Linked DNA regions of Mus musculus: region 1 is linked to region 2. The links are chromatin contacts, called in public HiChIP or PLAC-seq maps. All regions are on one chromosome and are shown on one strand. The core of a region is the stretch at or near the end of the contact, and the rest is flanking DNA. Distances in the headings are between cores, read along the strand shown. Region 1 has its middle 260 kb from the start of Adgrl2. Region 2 has its middle 89 kb from the start of Gm29836.

Region 1 (4,216 bases), core at 741-3,240, 450 kb after region 2:
TTGGAACTAGCAAGGTAAAAAGTGAGCATCATGTGAAGTCTGTAAACCCCTGAGTCAGTGTTCCCAAAATAGGTGATTCAGGTACCAATGGGCTGCTTTCTGTTGAGCTCCCCCCTTTACCCCTGTATTGCTTTTCATCTAATTAGCCTGTGATGATGAGAATGTAGCTTAATGGCAGAACACTCCCCTAGGTTCAGGATCAATCTCCAACATGGCCAAATAAATAGCTGATGGTTCTAAGGCTCATTATGCATGCCTAGAATCCCAAACTCAAGATGTGGAAGCAGAAGGATCAAGAGTTTCAGCCTAGCCTCAGCTATATAGTGATTCTCAGGCCAGTCTAGGCTACAAGCAGCCTCATATAAAAAAAAATAACATTTAAAATATTCAAAATAAACAGGTAATATTATGTGTTGGCATCATTGCAACACCAGCGATGAGTGGGTGACTAAAATAATAATAGTAAGCATGTGAAAAAATATGCAAAATATTATTTATAATAAATGGGTTTTTATAGCATAAAAGACATACATTTTGTTCTCCTTCCTATGCAAATAGAATACCATCAACTACTAACTACTTTTCTTCCTAGATCATTTTTTTTTAATTCTACATGTTGGTACCAGACAAGGAAGTGAGTAAGTTACATGTAATTATGGACAGAAGGTAGATATAAAAATTTCAAAATTCTATTTAGAGATGTCTTTTCTTTCAAAGCCAAAGCCCATCGCATTGAGTGATATGCTTCAGGAAATCCAGAGGGGGGAAAAAGTAGATAGCAGCCATTCCTGATTTCTGTTGTAAAGACTTGGCAGCAGTTAAAAGAGTTGGATGCCAGGCGATGCTGTGTCCTGCATGGGCTCTACTGCCTTCTTCACATCCGTCATCAAGATGCTGGTGGGCAATGAGCTAGAGCCAGTACAAGCAAGAACAAATTCTGGTCTTGCACGAGTTAGCTTTCTTTGGTTGTAAATATTGAGATTCTGATTAGCCTACAACAAACAATTCACAAGACCTATCTTGCAGAATTCAAAAAGGAAATGAAGCAGTGTCCTCACCTCAGAGAGAGCTTAGCATCGGATGAGGGACTGCTAGACAGCATTGGGTACCATGGCCACAGAATTGCTTGGCCCATCTTTTCAAGATACCTAACAGGATAGTAGGACCTCAAATGCCTCCTTCATGGTTGCAAAACTTGGCTCTATATAAGGGTTCTCCAAAGAGAGAAATAATCCCCTGCCCCCAGAAAACCATCTGTTCTTTAATGAAGGAAGTCCAGCAGCCTTGTTTTATGGCCCACCAAGACTCCTCAGAGAATAGAGAAGTCAGTGCTCAGAAAAGTCAGGACTCTCTTAAAGGGGCCTCTGGGAAGTTGAGAAACCAAAGAATGAGCTGGTATAATAGGAGCCACTGTGGGGTTGCAATTTTGCTCTTTAAGGCTATGTTAAAGGACTTAAGCCTATTTTCCTGAGTAAGGAGAGAGGGATGGAATTTATCTATTATGGTTTTCAAGTGTCTGTGGAATTACTAAGGTCGACTAGTTCCTCTCCACAGTGGAACAGAAACAGACCCCTGGTTTGGTTTAAACTAAAATTCAAGTAAATCGGCTTCTTATTAGGTAAAATTACTCAATGATGAAGTGGATAAAACAAGAACTAATGGGCTGATGGAGTAGACCGGGGTGGGGAGAGGACATCGGGAAGAACAAGAGATGGTGATCACAGAGAGAATATGAGCAGAGTGCAATTATGTTAACGTGTATACGGGGTCAGGAGTGTGTCCATTATCTTATATGGTAAACAACTTAAAAGAATCTTTTCAAGTTCTGGGAGTTCCAAGATTAGTTGAGCAGAGAACTGCCTGATGGCCCGCCAGGCCCACTTCTGGACACATGGCTGCCCCCCTGGCCACCTCTTGAGGGCTCTACACTCACTGTCACCTGCTAGGTCCTGTGACCATCTTACATCTGTCTTACCAAGGGACTGATTCACACTGTTCCTCCTTGTGGTTTCAATTGCACTTTCGAAGTGACTAATGATGCTGAGTGTGTTTTCAAGTGTGGCTGGACACCTGCTGAACTTCTTTGGAGAAAGGTCAGTCTCGGCGCCGTATCTGTTTTTCGTTTTTGCTTTGTGTTATTCTTGTTTGCCTTTTGTTGTTAGGTTGTAGGAGTTGTTTTTTTTTCCCATTTATTCTGTGTGCAAAAATCTTACCAGACATGTTACCCAAAAGCAAACAGTAGATAATAGGTAAAATAGGTTATATTTCCCCCTAATGTTCACAATCCAAGAGCTTAAAGGTATATAATGCATTACATAGGGTAAGCTTTCCTTTGTAGGTTGGGATATTGAGGCTGAGAGAGTCACCCAAGGCCACACAAATGCACAGAATTAAAATTAAAATCTATCACATACATTTTCTAATTTGTGGTAAAGAGACAGCTTCCATCATTGCCCTGGGTGTGGTGCATCCAGGATGGGGTCATGACTTGACAGGATCAAACTTGGCTTTTCATTTTATTGAAGTCTTATCATTTAAGATGGCTCCACACCACCCCAACATATTTCAAACTGAAATAGTTCAACACATGAAGTTGCCATTACTATATAGTATATCAGCACTGTCTTAGCTTCCAAGTGACTGCTTCTTCGAAGTGGGAACTTTCAAACATAGAAAGGAAGTCTTTTCAGATATATTTACACGGGGATTTTTACCACCTACACGAGGATTTTTCAATTTATAAGTTAAAAGAATACATGAAAAACTAGGAGAAGCTTGTTGAAAACTTTTCCACCTGTGGAATCGAGCCCCCCAGAGCTACCATTTTCCCTACAATCATAGGGGGAAAAGATGTATGACACAAACTCTGTCATCAAAAGCAGTGGTGAGCCAGCCTTCCTCGAGTGCTTCCAAGGATTTTCTTGCAAGCCCCTGAGAGCCATTCTTCCCTTGAGGTCCTTCCTCGGATTGTCTGATGGCTTTTGGAGGAAAGGCAAAAAGTTTGCCCTTGTCTACTCATGCCAGTGAGGACCTCAGTTAAGCTCACACATGCACACTTGTTGACACCTGTCTGACAGCTGCCATCCTGTCCGCAACAACTGTGCCGCACCCTGAGCACAGCTTCCTGCTAAGTCAGCTGTGCGTAACGAAGGAGAAATGTGTGCATACAGCCATGGATGCAAGGGTTTTTTTTAAGCTTTTTTTAAAAATTAGGTATTTTCTTTATTTAAATTTCAAATGTGATCCCCGTTCCTGGTTTCCCCTCCAAACTTTAGCATTTAAAAGTAGGTACAGAGGAATGTTTTTTATTTTATTATTAAGTTTAAGAAAGGTGGGGGACTAGTGGGGTACTTCAGTTCTGGCATTGCAACCGTGTGATCTGTGATAATAAGCTACTCTGAGCCTCAGATTTTTATATGGGAAACAGGAATAATAATTGTACTGACTTAAGTAGTATATACCCATGTTTGATAGGACTTAATAATATTTGAGGCATTATTGCAAAACTCTTTTATTTTTTTAGTTGTAAAAATATTTACATTTGCTCAATTCCCTATTCCCCCTAGTGTTTCGGCTGTCAGTTGATGCACTAGGTTAAAGTATTGCAAACACCAGACATAGAGTCAAGGGTAAGTAACATCTTCATGGGTCACCGTTATTGCTTTTAGTTGCTATAAGCCAAAATAATCACGGCTAGGGAAGTGGCTCAGTGGACATAGTGCTTGACCAGAGCTCCAATCCCTAGCACCTGCATAAATGGCAGGTGACATGCTGGCCCACCTGTTATTCCAAAATTGAGAGTGCCCCCTCAATGAATATGGTAGAAAGCCAGAAAGAAAGACTCCCAGTGTCAACCTTGGGTCTCGCACCAATGTGTAAACTTATACACATGCACACACACACACACACACACACACACACACACACACCGGGCATACACATGTGCATACACACTATAGGAAGAAAGAAAGAAAGAAAGAAAGAAAGAAAGAAAGAAAGAAAGGAAGGAAGGAAGGAAGGAAGGAAGGAAGGAAGGAAGGAAGGAAGGAAGGAAGGAAGGAAGGGAGAGAGAGAGAGAGAAATGAAAAATAATAATGGGGTTATCTTATATTTAAGTTTTTATTGAAATTTTTAAATTCTGTGAGGTGTGTGTCTGTACACGTGGGTAGGTGTGTGTGAATGACATGTCCACAGAGACTAGAGGCATTGGGCCATG
Region 2 (3,985 bases), core at 612-3,111:
CTTGGTCCCCAGCAGGTGGGGCTACTTGAGGAAGTTATAAAACTTGTAGGAGGCAGAGCCTTTTGTAAGAAGTGCATAATCAGGGATGGGCTTTGAGGATTTACAGCCCAGACTCATCCTTGATCTCTCTGTTTACTCTGCTGGTGAAATGTGATCTCTCTGCTTTCTGATCCTCCCACTGGGCCATGTCTCACCCACCATCATGGAAGCCCCACTGGAATAGGGATCTCAAGTAGACTCTTTCTTCTTTATGTTTCTTTTTGTCATGGTGCTTTATTACAGCAGCAAATCGGCATTCGATAGCAGAGAGTCCAGGTTAGAAGCATAAAGGAAATCAACAGAAATGATAACTTAGAAACTCAAAGATTGGCCTTACTGAGGCTCCAACTGAAGGACTCAGGACTCTATACTGATGCTTAGTGAAGCCCTTTCTCCAATCAGGTACATCTCTGGAATCTACAGTTATAATTCATAATGGGGTCTATTTCCACCCCATTAGATCTCCCTGCAAGAGTAAACACAAATATTCATTTTTTTAAAAATCTATGTCAGTGGGATCAAAGTTGATAGATTGGCACCAGATATCGTGATACCAGTTTCTGATTCCTTGTGCATAATGGTTGTCCAGTAAGTGTACTGTGAAGCTAATGATGAAGCATGGATTAAAGGGAAATCTGTCCTCACTGCCATCTCTATACTCGCTTGCTTCCCCATCCTTCACGTTATCCTCCAAGATTTAAAAGCAGCAGAGTGATGGTATTTTCTCTCTTCTAAGAACAAGTGTCAAATCATGCTGACTCATAATATTTAGATATTATTTATAATTTTACTGAATACATCCATAAAACACCTACATGCAGATGTTAGGTTTTATATACACATAGATATCCCTCCTTTTTATTTATTTCATTGTTTTTGATAATGTTAGAATGGGAAGGAAAGTGATATGAGGCAACATCTTTCTCTCTCCCTGTCCCTGTCCCTGTCCCAGTCCCTCTCCCTCTCCCTGTCCCTGTCCCTCTCCCTGTCCCTGTCCTTCTCCCTGTTCCTGTCCCTGTCCCAGTTCCTCTCCCTGTCCCTGTCCCTTTCCCTGTCCCCGTCCCTCTCCCTGTCCCTGTCCTTCACCCTGTTCCTGTCAATGTCCCTGTCCCTGTCCCTCTCCCTCTCCCTGTCTCTGTCTCCTAAGTACTGACCAGGAGTGTGTTCGAATGCCACAACCTATAAGGACAAGAGCACAGCATCTCCTCTTTGGTAGCCCTCTGCAGCAATGTGCTTGGAGGATAAAGCAGAGGTTCTGGAAAGTCATGAGAGGAATTGGAGTGCAGAGAGTAGGACATCATGAAAAAGAAGTTTCTGGTTGCTTTAGGAAGAAGGATCTACTGACAGCATCTGAGGCTCTCTTCAACTAGGAGTGACACGTGTTCACCTTCATGAGATTCTAGCTGTGGGTGAAGAAGCCATTTCCTGGAAAACAAAAACAGCCCTTACTACCAGCATACTACATTATGTCTTAAATGCTAGTAAAGGCTGGTAGCCTACCTTCTAGCTAGCCAACTATTCTCTGTGACTCAAGAGAGTTAACCATGTGGAAGACTGGTGCCGTGTGGAAGAGGGGTGAGTTTTATAACCAGAAAGACAAGACTCAAATGACAATGTCTGACTTCTGGGTTTTGTCCTGCTGGCAACGGTGACTTCCAGTCTCTCTGTCTCTCACACTTTCTCTTTTGATACTCTCTGATGGAAGCCTGGAAGCCAGATGTCTTGCCATGAGGACTCTTGAACAGCCTCAGAGGCCCACACAGGGAGGAATGGAGGCCTCCTGCCAACCACTAGTGAGGAAGTGAGATTTCCTGCCAATGGCCCTGTCAGTTGGCCATCCTGGGAGCAGATCTTCTTGCCTGAGGAAGTTGCCAAATGACTGCAGTCTTGGCTCTAGTGTCAGCTGCAGCCTCATGAGAGATGCAGTCATACAGACTCCTGGTAAGGATTCTTGACTGCAGAGACTTTGAGAAAGCATTCATAATTGTTCATGACACTGAGTTTTGAGGTTATCAGTTATAGATCACTAAATGCACATGCAAAGACTCATGCAAAATATGGACAAAGGAAAACAATCAGAATCATTTCCAAAATGAAACTTACATAGAGAAAATAAGATGTATAAACAAAACCTCTCACCAAATTATTATTGATATTTACCAGTAGCTTTGCAGGTTACTGAGTAATTCATAGTCTTTTTCATAAGTATAATGTGTAGGTATCCAATAAATGAGCTGTGGAAAGGCCTGGTAAGTGGAAAAGAGTAGGACATGGCCAGTAATCTTAGCACTGGGGAGGTAGAATCAGAAAAATCAAGAGGTTGCTACACAGTGAGTTGGATGCCAGCCTGTGTTATATGAAAAGATGTCTCAAATAAAATAAGTTCTTATTAGTTTAAAAATACTGGGAGCTAGATTGATGGCTCAGCAGGTAAGTAATTTCCTGCTCTTGCAGGGGATTTCCATCACCCATATGGTGGGTCACAACCACTTCTTAGTCTACTTCCAGGGGATCCAGCATCCTGATTTGGCTTCCACAGGCATTAACACACATTCTACATTTGTTTTATTAAATATACATACGTTTTATCAAATGTATATTATATAATTAGACAAATTAAGGCTGGTCTTATTTGGTAAATTGTACATTGATGTAATAAAAATTAGGTAACAATTTCAATGTTTGATAAATGAAAGTCTGATTTTGGCTCCAGGTTTAATAAAGTAGAGTATTTTTTTTTATTTACAGCTTCTTCTTTATCTGGCTTACAAACAGTCTTAATTATAGAGCCAAGTGCCATGCATTTTGATTCCCTAAGAGAAAACCAGGTTGCAGACATTCTGTGAGAGCCTGCCTAGATGTTAAATTATTACATGATGTCTCATTGCAAAAGGGATTAAAATTGTGAAGTAAAATAAATATTGGACCATTGGACAATTTGTATTGTTTGTTTTTTGACAATTTTACACACACACATATGTACATACATGTATGTGTATGTACACATATACATATATAATTTATGTGCCAATATATTGGGAGAGATAAGAGATATGTCTGCTGCTGACATTGACTACTAGTAGAAATATGGACAGGTTTCTCACCAGGGACATAATCTACCATTGGAGGATGAAATCATTTTAATAAAAAATTGGGTGTGTTGTTCGAATAACTCTTGTGATATTCCAAGTGAGACTGAGTGACTTGTAGAACATAATTTTTTGAAATCATATGTAATGACACATAATAGATGAAGGGAGAAAGGTGGTCCTTTTAAATATTTTGATTAGGTTATAATATCTCCCAGTAAGTAATCTAAATTTCCCACCACACAGTTTATTTACCCCCTACACTGATGCTGGAAAATTGAAAATTTTCTTCCAGAAATTCGCTTTGTTTCATTGATAGGAAGCTGTGTAGGAAGGAGAGATGCCTCAGCAGGCAAGAGTGAGTGCTGATGTTTCAAAAGATGAGTTCAGTTCCTGTCTGTGGAGAGCCGTGCTGTGAGCAATCGCCATTATAAGATGGCGCTGGCTTCCACTGCACCTAACTAGTAAACAAGCCTTACGAGCAAGTGCAAGAGTGAACTCACGCCTAGTCACTGCCCATCTCGGGGCGTACTAATGGGGTGATGGGCGAGCAACGAATCAGGAGCTGTCAGGCCACATCAGGTGCTGAAATGTCATGCTGCGGGCTATATAAGCAGCGCCATTTTCTGGGTTGAGGTCTTCCTCCTGAGAAATAAGCAATAAAGCTTTTTGCCGCAGAAGATTCCGGTTGTCCTAAGTCTGTTCTTGCCGGTGGGGACAAAAGCTCGGGATACCTGTCCTCATTCAAGGAAACTCACAAGATCCTGTCACTCCAGCTCCAAGAATCTGAAACCTCCTTATGACGCCTGTGGGCCTCTGCACACACTCATACATGGACAGATACATGGATGCACAAA

What was found. HiChIP or PLAC-seq counts read pairs in DNA pulled down with a chosen protein or histone mark.
Region 1: a contact with region 2 is called in a RAD21 HiChIP or PLAC-seq map of pro-B cells, with 4 times the contacts expected there. The contact joins two enhancer-like sites. A contact is called at or near these places in 1 of 15 datasets of contacts at CTCF or cohesin (pro-B cells) and 1 of 115 datasets of contacts at active chromatin or transcription factors (large pre-B cells).

What each region holds. Positions count from the first base shown.
Region 1 is chr3:148,693,666-148,697,881 of GRCm38.p6, forward strand. No RefSeq gene overlaps it. Among named protein-coding and RNA genes, the nearest start is that of Adgrl2, 260 kb to the right of the region's middle. Within about 2 kb of position 1,991, at least 20 of the 459 cell types and tissues checked have an H3K27ac peak or open chromatin away from gene starts, as enhancers often do. A contact at or near this core is called in pro-B cells, where this site is marked.
Region 2 is chr3:148,246,975-148,250,959 of GRCm38.p6, forward strand. No RefSeq gene overlaps it. Among named protein-coding and RNA genes, the nearest start is that of Gm29836, 89 kb to the right of the region's middle. Within about 2 kb of position 1,862, at least 52 of the 459 cell types and tissues checked have an H3K27ac peak or open chromatin away from gene starts, as enhancers often do. A contact at or near this core is called in pro-B cells, where this site is marked.